Linked DNA regions of Sus scrofa: region 2 is linked to region 1. A link is a contact called in public promoter capture Hi-C data. All regions are on one chromosome and are shown on one strand. Each heading gives the region's core, a stretch centred on a gene start, on an enhancer-like site or on the middle of the called end of the contact. The rest is flanking DNA. Distances are from core to core; before and after follow the strand shown.

What was found. Promoter capture Hi-C pulls out the DNA fragments that hold promoters and counts their contacts.
Region 2: a promoter capture Hi-C map of liver shows a contact between it and region 1, with 2.2 times the contacts expected there. The contact joins the promoter of SLC9A6 here to the promoter of INTS6L in region 1. A contact is called at or near these places in 1 of 5 promoter capture datasets (liver) and 1 of 2 datasets of contacts at active chromatin or transcription factors (alveolar macrophages).

The regions. Positions count from the first base shown.
Region 1 is chrX:111,009,013-111,013,955 of Sscrofa11.1, forward strand. INTS6L (integrator complex subunit 6-like) reads left to right here and starts at 2,848. Exons shown (of 18, transcript XM_021080861.1): 1 at 2,848-3,359; 2 at 3,499-3,576. The coding sequence starts at 3,249.
Region 2 is chrX:111,174,263-111,179,205 of Sscrofa11.1, forward strand. SLC9A6 (sodium/hydrogen exchanger 6) reads left to right here and starts at 2,199. Exons shown (of 17, transcript XM_005657924.3): 1 at 2,199-2,268; 2 at 2,405-2,629. The coding sequence starts at 2,461.

The sequences.
Region 1 (4,943 bases), core at 1,598-4,097:
ATATACATAATATATAAATATATATTTATGTTTATAATTACAAATCTTGATTGTTTATTTATATAAATAAATATATGTTTGTTTCTATATATTGAAGTATGTAAGGACTGTGATATGTCCCCGTTCACATATGTGTGTGTGTGTGTGCAAAGCTCCTGACAGGAAATCTTGTATTGCTTCACCAAAGATAGTCTAAGCAAGCAGTCAACCCCATGCATGGGATCTGCTGGGCTGATAATTCTATATTATGATTGGGAGCTGATGTCGACAAAAACTGTGCAGGAGGCCAAGTTTGTTTCCGGCACGCCCACCTAATGCTCGGCAGAATTCTTAGATGGCCCCGTGATCTCTGCTGCGTGGTGTTGCCTCCTCCTGTGTAATCTCTCCCGGAGCGTGGTGAGATCTGCGACTTGCTTCTAGTCAATAGGATATGGTAAGGTGACGGATGGCAAGCTCGTGATTAAATGATGTTATAGATGGCTCCATCTTCACAGACTGGAGGGAGTGGTTCCCCTGCTGGCCCTGAAGAAGCCAACGGCCTACTGTGAACAGCCTACAGTGGGAGGCCTCCCCCAGCAGATGGCCACAAGGAGATGAATTCTGGGAGCATCCATTCAGGATTCAGGATTCAGCTTCATCTTGGAAGCCGATTCTTTTTCAGATGAAAACACAGCCTGTCTTTTGTGTTGTTGTTGTTTAATGGTTTCCTTTGCTGTGCAAAAGCTTCTAAGTTTGATTAGGTCCCATCGGTTTATTTTTATTTGTATTTCTATTGCCTTGGGAGACTGACCTAAGAATAAAATAATGCCATTTGCAGCAACATGGAAGGAACTAGAGATTCTCATACTAAGGTCAGAAAGGGAAAGACAAATGCCATATGATATCATTTATATCTGGAATCTAATATATGGCACAAATGAACCTATCTACAGAAAAGAAACAAACTCATGGACATGGAGAACAGACTTGTGGTTGCCAAGGGGGAGGAGGAGGGAGTGGGATGGACTGGGGATCTGGGGTTAGTAGATGCAACTTGCATTTGGATGGAGAAGCAATGAGGTCCTGCTGCAGAGCACAGGGAACGACATCCAATCGCTTGTGATGGAGCATAATGGAAAATATTATGAGAAAAGTGTATGCATATGTATAATTGGGTCACTTTGCTGTCCAGCAGAAATTGACAGAACATTGTAAATCAACTATAATTAAAAAAAAAAAAAAAAAACCCAGAGCTTGGCTGACACCTTGATGGCAGTCTTGGGGGACTGAGCAGAGAATCGAGCTAACCATGCCCGGACCCCTGACTCACGGCAACTGTGAGGTAACCAATGTGTATGTTGCTCTAATGGCTGGATTTGTGGTAACTGGTTACACAGCAGGAGAAAAGGAACACACTGGCCATCGCCGGTCCTGTGCTTTTAGCCGCCTAGCCCTTGCTGGCATTGCCCTTCTCTCATAGTATTTGTATCAGAATGGAAATGGGGGCTTAGAGTGTCTTCTTCATCCATTTATTCCTACCAGACGGGCCTGCTTTGGGCCAGGCACATGTCCACCTCTGGCTGAATTTCGGTTCACATCATTCCTTTCAATCCAGAACCCCTCCCTTCCTGCTTAGTGCCTCATCCAGGAACCCTCCTGAACGTCTCGATCTTTGGTCCAGTGCTTGCACTGCATTTTTTATTTGCATCACTTGTTTGTCCCGGATTCAAATATTGCTGTATGGCCTCTTCTGAAATCTTATTTTTACAGAAATGTTATTGAATTTATATATTATATATTATATTACAGGGAACACATCAAGTGAAGTTGTGAACTCATTCAGGATTCCACATTGTGTATAACATACTGCTAGGAATACACAGGTCTTTCTTTTTTATTTATGGCCTGGCCCACGGCATGTGGAAGTTTGGAGCCAGAGATTGAACCTGTGCCGCAACAGTAACCAGAGCTACAGCAGTGACAACGCTGGATCCTCAACCTGTTGAGCCACCAGGGAGCTCCCACGCCCTTATTTAAAGTTGATGTTACTTGAAGCAGTCAGCCAAGCGGGGTGGGCCACTTATTGAGCCTCTCCCTAGAGCCAGATCTGAGAACATCCCTCAGTGTTGGCCTCGTCTCGCTGAGCTGCACTTTCCCTTACTGAAAATTGAATATAATGGCATCTATCACAATTATTTCAAAGACTAAATGAGAGTAAGGTGGGTGGCTGACACTTCATAGGTGCTTAATAAATGAGTCGAATCAGAATCCAGTGCGACAAACCTTCCATGTGTAAAGACCGTGCAGACCAATTATTGCAGGCAGGCCAATACTTCAAAGTGCTCAATGAAACCGAAGAAGTATGTGCACACAAAAGGCCAGTTTAGGTAACCGTGTCTAAGTTTTCGTTTCCTTTCTAAGTAGATATATGTGGAATGCAGGGCCAGAAACCGACTTAGAAATACTGACCGCGAGTGGAGTGGGATATGAAGGAACGCGAGTAGAAGTTTGCTGCTTCTCGAAAGCACGGGCAGGATTGATCGATTGCAGTTACCAAAGCGTTTTCTGGGCTGCCTGTCCAAGCCTCGGTTTCTGTACTTCTGCACAACTGTTGCTCAAATTCACTCTTCCTTTCGAATTATCGTCTTTGAAGAAGAGCAAGAGAAAAATCCATTCAAACCACCCTAAGTGTCCTAACAGCTTCCAAGTCCTTTAAAGGAGGGTCCTTAACATTTCCCCTTACCCCCTGCCTGGGTTCAAACTTCAACTCCCAGGGTTCGCCCAAACCCCTCCCCTTGCCCTGTCATCTAATGAATATGCAAATACCACATAATTGGCAGCCAATGGCGTGGGTTCTGGTCACATGGTACCCGTGGTAGGTGAGCGGACAGAAGTTGTGTGTCGGTGAACAGAGACAGCTCTCAGTCTGGGGCGAGCGCTTCAGTGAGCGTGGATGCTTGGGCAGTAGTCCCTGCGGCGGCGGCGGCGGCAGCGGCGGCGGCAGCAGTAGTGGTGGCAGAAGAGAGGAAGGGGGAGGGCCCCGAGGGCTACACACGCTCACACTTTCAAGTTCCCCCGGAGGGAGAGGAGGTGGGGCTGCAGAAAAGAGGAGGCCAGGAGCAGTTCCATCCGTCCCGTCCCGTCTCCCCCTCTTCCTCTTGCTCCCTGCACCCTGGCTCTGCAAGAGTTGAGGGTTCGGGTGGCAGTACGCGGCAGTGAGGGCAAGAGGGCCAGGAGAGTGGGGAGCGGAGCCAGGGGTGCGGGGGAAGATGCCCATCCTGCTGTTCCTCATAGACACGTCCGCCTCTATGAACCAGCGCACTGACCTGGGCACCTCCTATTTGGACATTGCCAAAGGCGCTGTGGAGTTATTCTTGAAGGTAAAGGGAGGGGAGGGGAGCGATGGAGAGAGTTCCCGAGGGATGGGGGGGGGTGGATTTAGATGCTTCTGTAACGTTGCTATCGCCCCCTCCTCCCTCCTTCCCTTCGCGGCCCCCTCCGTCATCCCTCGTCCCGCAGCTGCGCGCCCGGGACCCGGCCAGCCGCGGAGACAGGTACATGCTGGTCACCTACGACGAACCCCCGTACTGCATCAAGGTAAAGGGGCCATCCAGGGGGTGGGCCGGGCGGGAAGCGGGAGCTGGTCGGCCTGACCAGCCGAGCCCTCCTGCCCCCGCCCGAGGCGGTCCTGCGTCGCCCGGCGGGGCGGGCGGGGCGGAGTGGGGGCGAGGGCGGGAGGAGTGGTGCCTCCGCGGCTTCGGAGGAGCCGCGGCGCCGGGGGTCGGGGAGGAGGGCGGGGGAAGGGCGGTCCCGGGCAGAAAGCGCCGGGGAGCCCGGCCGGTGGCGGCGACGGGCGCAGCCGCCTCGGAAGATGGCGGACATTTTGCTTTTGTATGAGCCGGAGAGGGAGACCGAGGGCGCTGCTGAGATGGAAAGGAGGGAGGGGAGGGAGGAGAGGGGAAGGAGGGCCCGGAGGGAGGCTGCGGGCGGGCCCGCCCCTTCGGGGCGCACGGAGAGCGGCGGCAGCCGAGGGGCCGGGCGGAGCCGGCGACTCCGCCCCGAGGTGCGGCGGACTCCGCGCGCGGGTTTTCCTGGAGTCCCGGCTCCTCCCCCGCCCCCCTCCGGCCCTCCCGCCCTCCGCCGCGGCTCCTCCCCCGCTGGAGCCCAGGCTCCTCCCCTGCCCCTCCCCTCCCGCCCTCCGCCGCGGCTCCTCCCCCGGCCCCTCCTCCCCCCTCCCGCCCTCCGCCGCGGCTCCTCCCCCCTCCTTCCTCCCGCTCCCCTCCCCTTCCTGCTGAGAGCGTGGCAGAGCCGGCCGCCGGCCTTCAGAGATTAGACTCCTGCTTTTGCGCTTCTGTGGTCGCTAACCCACCCCACCCAATGGAAAATCCGTCCGCGGAGCCAGCCTCCCAACCCCCGACCGGGAGAAACTCTTTTCACTTCTCCTCCAGAATGAGTCCGGTTAAGCCCGGCTCTGTTACCTTAGCTACTGTTAGTGTCTCATTGGCGATTCCACCCGAGCCGCGACGGGGCGGGGCGGGGAGATGCCGAGTCGCAACCCACCGGGACAGAGCTTTTTAGGGACCTGGCCTACCTATTTACATCAGACATTGGGTTTGTGTTAGTCACCTAGGGATTTGTCCAGGGAAAAGAAAGGAAGGAAGGGAAGGACTTGGCTGCGTGCTAGTAAAAGAGTCAGATTCGATGACTTGATCTGCAGGGGTCTGACCTACAAGAGGGAAGTAGGGGGGACTTCATCTCTGTGGGGTAGTTAATTTACGTTCCTAATGGCGAGGAGATAAAGGACTGCTTTGCTTGCAGTAGCCCCATAAAGCAGAACTCAGACTATTAAATCAACCTGCACAAGTGTCCTGCTTGCATATTGAAATTTTAAAAATATATTACCATAATCCGCGACGTCTTTTGCTAGATGCCGTCCTTCAGAATGATCTTAATAGTGCCGCGGA
Region 2 (4,943 bases), core at 949-3,448, 160 kb after region 1:
AGAATGGGCCCACAGTCACTAGGACAGCTCCTGACCCGGCAGGGGGACAGAACTCAAGAGTTGAACACCATTCCAGCACTTTCTATTTCTTAAGCTCAGCATCCTCACAGAATTTAATGAACTGGTGAGCAGGAGTGAATCCACACTGGGACAGCTAGGAGCTGCCTGGATGTGGTTTGTCTTAGCAAAGAGGATATATGGCCATGAGATGAAAACGTTTGAGAATCATGACTTCTGGGCAGAATGATAGGAATTGGACTGATACCTAGTGTCATCGAAGGTATGAAAAAATAGAAGGAAAAAATGTGTTGGTGGGATGAAATGAGCTCATTTAAAAATGAGATTGGTGGGAACCTCAACAGGATGTGCTCAGTAGCCACCAGGCAGAGGCCTGAAGGGAGGGTGGCAGCTCAAGGCTTGGGATCTGGAGTTCATTTCTGCGGAGGGAGAAATAAAACATTCTAGGGAGAGTCCGGAGAAAACAAAAAGCCCACAAAGACTGAATGATCTAAGAACAGAGAAAATAGGAACCCACTGTTCTCAAAGAGGTGAAAATTCTGGTTCGAGAGGTAGGGAGGCTTGAGGACAGGGAAAATATTCTTTGAGGAAGACAAATGAGAGATGGTGTCAAAGGTGACTTCTGAGCTAGAGAAATCTGCTTAACTAGACATTTCACCAAAGAAGACATACCGATGGCCAGCAGGCACATGAAAAATGCTCAACATCACTAATTATTAGAGACATGCAAATCAAAACTACAATGAGGTACCACCTGACACCAGTTAGAGTGGCCATCATTAATAAGTCTACAAATGACAAATGCTGGAGAGGATGTGGAGAAAAGGGAACCCTCCTGCACTGTTGGTGGGAATGTGACTTAGTACAACCACTATGGAAAACAGGACGGAAATACCTCAGAAAACTAAATATAGAACTACCACATGACCCAGCAATCCCACTCTTGGGCATATATCCAGACAAAACTTTCATTGAAAAAGATACATGCACCTGTATGTTCATTGCAGCACTATTCACAAAAGCAGAGACATGGAAACAACCTACATGCCCATGGACAGATGAACAGATTAGGAAGATGTAGTACATATATACAATGGAATACTACTCAGCCATAAAAAAGGACAAAATAATGCCATTTGCAGCACCATGGATGGAACTAGACTTTCATACTGAGTAAAGTCAGAAAGAGAAAGACACACCATATGATGTCACTTATATGTGGAGCCTAAAATATGGCACAAATGATTTATCTACAAAGCAAAAGACCATGGACATGTAGGACAGACTCCTGTTTGCCAGGGGGCAGGGGGAGGGAGTGGGATGGATTGGGAATCTGGGATTAGTAGATGAAAATTCTTGCATTTGTAGTAGATGGGCAATGAGATCCTGCTATATAGCACATAATCACTTGTAATGGAACATGATGGAAGATAATGTGAGAAGAAGAATATATATATATATGTATGTTTGGGTCACTTTGCTGTACAACAGAAATTGACAGAATGCTAAATCAATCATAATAAAAATTAGAAAAAAAGATGAGGAGCAAGAGGAGAAACCCTCCACTTCACAAAAGATTTCTTCTTGGGGAGGGAGGGGAGTATTTGGAGAATGGGTAAATTTGAGCACAAATCGATCAAATCTTTGTGAGATGGAGGAGTTTATCTCTAAGAGATAACTTACATCAGGTAAACGTTTACGTGTAAAGACAACTGAACATACATACACATAATCCTTGCCTTTAAGTCAATTATTGATGAACTACTACAGTGCTGCTGTTTTTTTCCGAACGAGGACAGAACAAGGAGAATCCGATTTAAATTAGAGATGGAGATGTAGGCCCCTCCCAAGAGGACAACGTCTCATCCTGTTAAGAGACACTGGGGGACAATATTCAGATGGGTTATGAAAGATCGATTCCCCTGCGAGCACTAAGAATAGGATCAAAGTAGACAGAGCACAATCTGCCTCTGCTTTGATTACGCTGAGCCCAGGCTTCGTTTCCAGAAGGGACTGTACTGGATTCGACGGCCTTGCGTTGCGGCGCAGCGGGGCCTGGGGGGAGCTGGTGCGGCGGGGGGGGGGACGAAAGGCCAAAAGGATGGGGCCCAGCGAACTGGGAGTGTCGCGTCCCCTTTAAGGGCGGTGGCGGCGGCGGAGGCGGCGGAGGCGCGCGCTCCGAAGGCTTCCTGAGGCCCCGCCCCTTTCCCGTGAGCCCTCGGGGCGTGGTCCGACCGCGGGCGGCTGCGGGTGAGGAGCGGGGCGGGGGGTGGGGGGAGAGTCATGGCTCGGCGCGGCTGGCTGCGGGCGCCGCTCCGCCGCGGCGTCGGCGGCGCCAGCCCCCGGGCCCGTGGGCTCACGCGGCCGCTCTGGTTGCTCCTCGCAGTGGGCGTCTTCGGCTGGGCCGGGGCTTCGGACGGCGCTGGGGGAGCGGCGAGAGCCATGGACGAGGAGATCGTGTCAGAGAAGCAAGCCGAGGAGAGCCACCGGCAGGACAGCGCCAACCTGCTCATCTTCATCCTGCTGCTCACGCTCACCATTCTCACGATATGGCTCTTCAAGCACCGCCGGGCCCGCTTCCTGCACGAAACCGGCCTGGCTATGATTTACGGCAAGTGCCTCAACCCCGTGTCCCCCGCTGGCGCTCCCCCTTTCTCTGCCCGCCGGCTGCCTCACCTCCGCTCCCGGCCCTGCTCGGCCTGCGTTCGGCTCCCCTTCCAAGTCCTTCCATTTTCCCCGTCGCCTCTCCCCCCCCCCCCCGGTTCGTCTTCCTCGCCCCCTTTTTCTGCTACGCCCCTCCTTTCTCAGCCTCACCCCCGTTTTCACCCCCGCGCCCCCCTTTTCTCTGCCAGTCCACACCTTTTTTCCTCCGACCCCACCCCCTTTTTTCTTCCGCACCCCCCTCCGCCCCCCGCCTCTGCCTGAGGATGGAAGGGAGTGGGTGCGGTGTCTCGGATTGGGCTGGGGACTGGGGGAGGGGAAGCCAGCCTAGCGATCCATTTCTCCGGGGGTGTCAGTTTGCTTAAGGGCCGTTGAGGCTGCAGTAGTCTGTCTGCTGCTCTGAATCTGGCGTTCTTCTGAAGCCAGAGTCCACCTTTCCCCATCACCCAGGTCTTGCTTGCTACGCCCTGTCCTTTGGAGGTTGAGAATGCAAAGTAGACTGTTGCCCAAGTAAAAACCTGAACACGAAAGAAGCTGAGGAAGGCTTAGGGCTTTTGAAATGACGTCCTGATTTATTGTACTATGCTTGCAATATCTGATATGGATACAGATGATTGAACCTGATCATTCAGGCCGTGCCCTGGTGAAGAATAGGTGAAGATCTTCCAGCAGCATGTTGTACTATGGCATGAGCAGGACAGTTCAGCCAAAAAGTAAATAGGAACACCATGCATATGCAGTATTATGGGTGACTCGCTGGTGGCATAGGTTATGGACAGATCATTGAGTAAAGGGCTTCAGTTCTTGTGACCTAGTGTGCTTTCTTTTTGATGTTTCTTATTTATCTTTATTTTTTGGTCATGAGGAGAGAAAGGCAAATCAAGCCATGGACTCCGAGGCATTTTGGCCTGTGCTGGGGCTTCATGGGAGGAAAAGATGAATATTGCTGACTGTCTTAATCTAAGATGACCGCGAGGCCATACATGGCTGGAGAGATGAGGGCAAACAATCCTTTCTGGGCAGTGCATGAGTGAAGATTATCTTCATTTGGAACAGGCTTAAAGGGATGAGATTGCTCAGCTTTGTGTCTCAGACTTGCAGATAGGTGGGAGAAGCCTTGGCACAGAAAGACATTTCTCCATGCGCCCCCCCCACCCCCACCCCTTTCCAGTAAATACAGACTTCTGGAATGTGCAGCTCAAGGGTAGCATAGCAGGGGAAAGTTGTTGTGTGCATCAGGAAAATGCATGAACTCCAGCTTATTTTTCATTTGTGGGGTAATGAAATTCTAAGTATGTATGCTTCCTAAGATTCTTAGTTTTTAGATGTATTGGGTGGTTTTCATATTTCATGTTTTTTTGCATTTTCTATACAGCATTCCTTAAGCTAAATTGGCCAGATAAGCTATACATCTCTGTATAACTGTGTGATTTATTTACTGTCCTCCACAAACATTTGCTACTCAGCCTGCTATGTTATGCACAGAAAATGTGAAGAAATATATGATTCCTGCCTTCAAGGAACTTATCCTTCTTCGGTAGACAGGTTATATAAAGAAAATAAAGGCATCTTAAATGCCATTAAATGCCAAGTGATTATTATGGTGTGAAAATAAGGAACTGATCGCAGAAACCTCTTTCCTGTCCAGAGAGATAGTATGATGAAGTGGTTAAAGATATAAGGCTGTAGACCAGAGGTCTGCACATTTTTTCTGTAAAGGGCCAGAGAGTAATTATTGTTGGCTTTTGGATCACATCAATCTATGTGCTGTGAAAATGTGTTGCGTTTTCTTCTTTGTTTGTTTTTTTTTTTCTTTTTACAAACCTTTAAAAAGATAAAAGCCATTCTTAGTTCTTGCGCCCTACAAAAACAGGCCACCACTGTGATTTTCAACCCCTGCTTTAGAGTCAGGCCTGGGTTCCTGTCCCACTGTGCCAGTAGCTCTGTGTGATCTTAGGTAAGTCCCTTACCCTCTTATACTGTCAGCTATAAATTAAGGACAATGATAGTAGCTTTGTTGTGAGGGAGAAATGTTTTAGCTTAGTACTTGACCCCTAAGTAAGTGCTCATTAAATGAGTGCTGTGATACTATTATTATTGCTATAACTGCATTTTCTCAGGTTAGGCTCAGAATAGTTTGTTTAATTGCTTAATCTTTAAGTTTAGAGGCAGACGTCATATTTTTGAAAAATCAAATAGGGTCTTAGAATTGCCCTGAAGCTATTTGCTCTTTGGTAGTTGATATCATTAACCTTCTCTAAGTC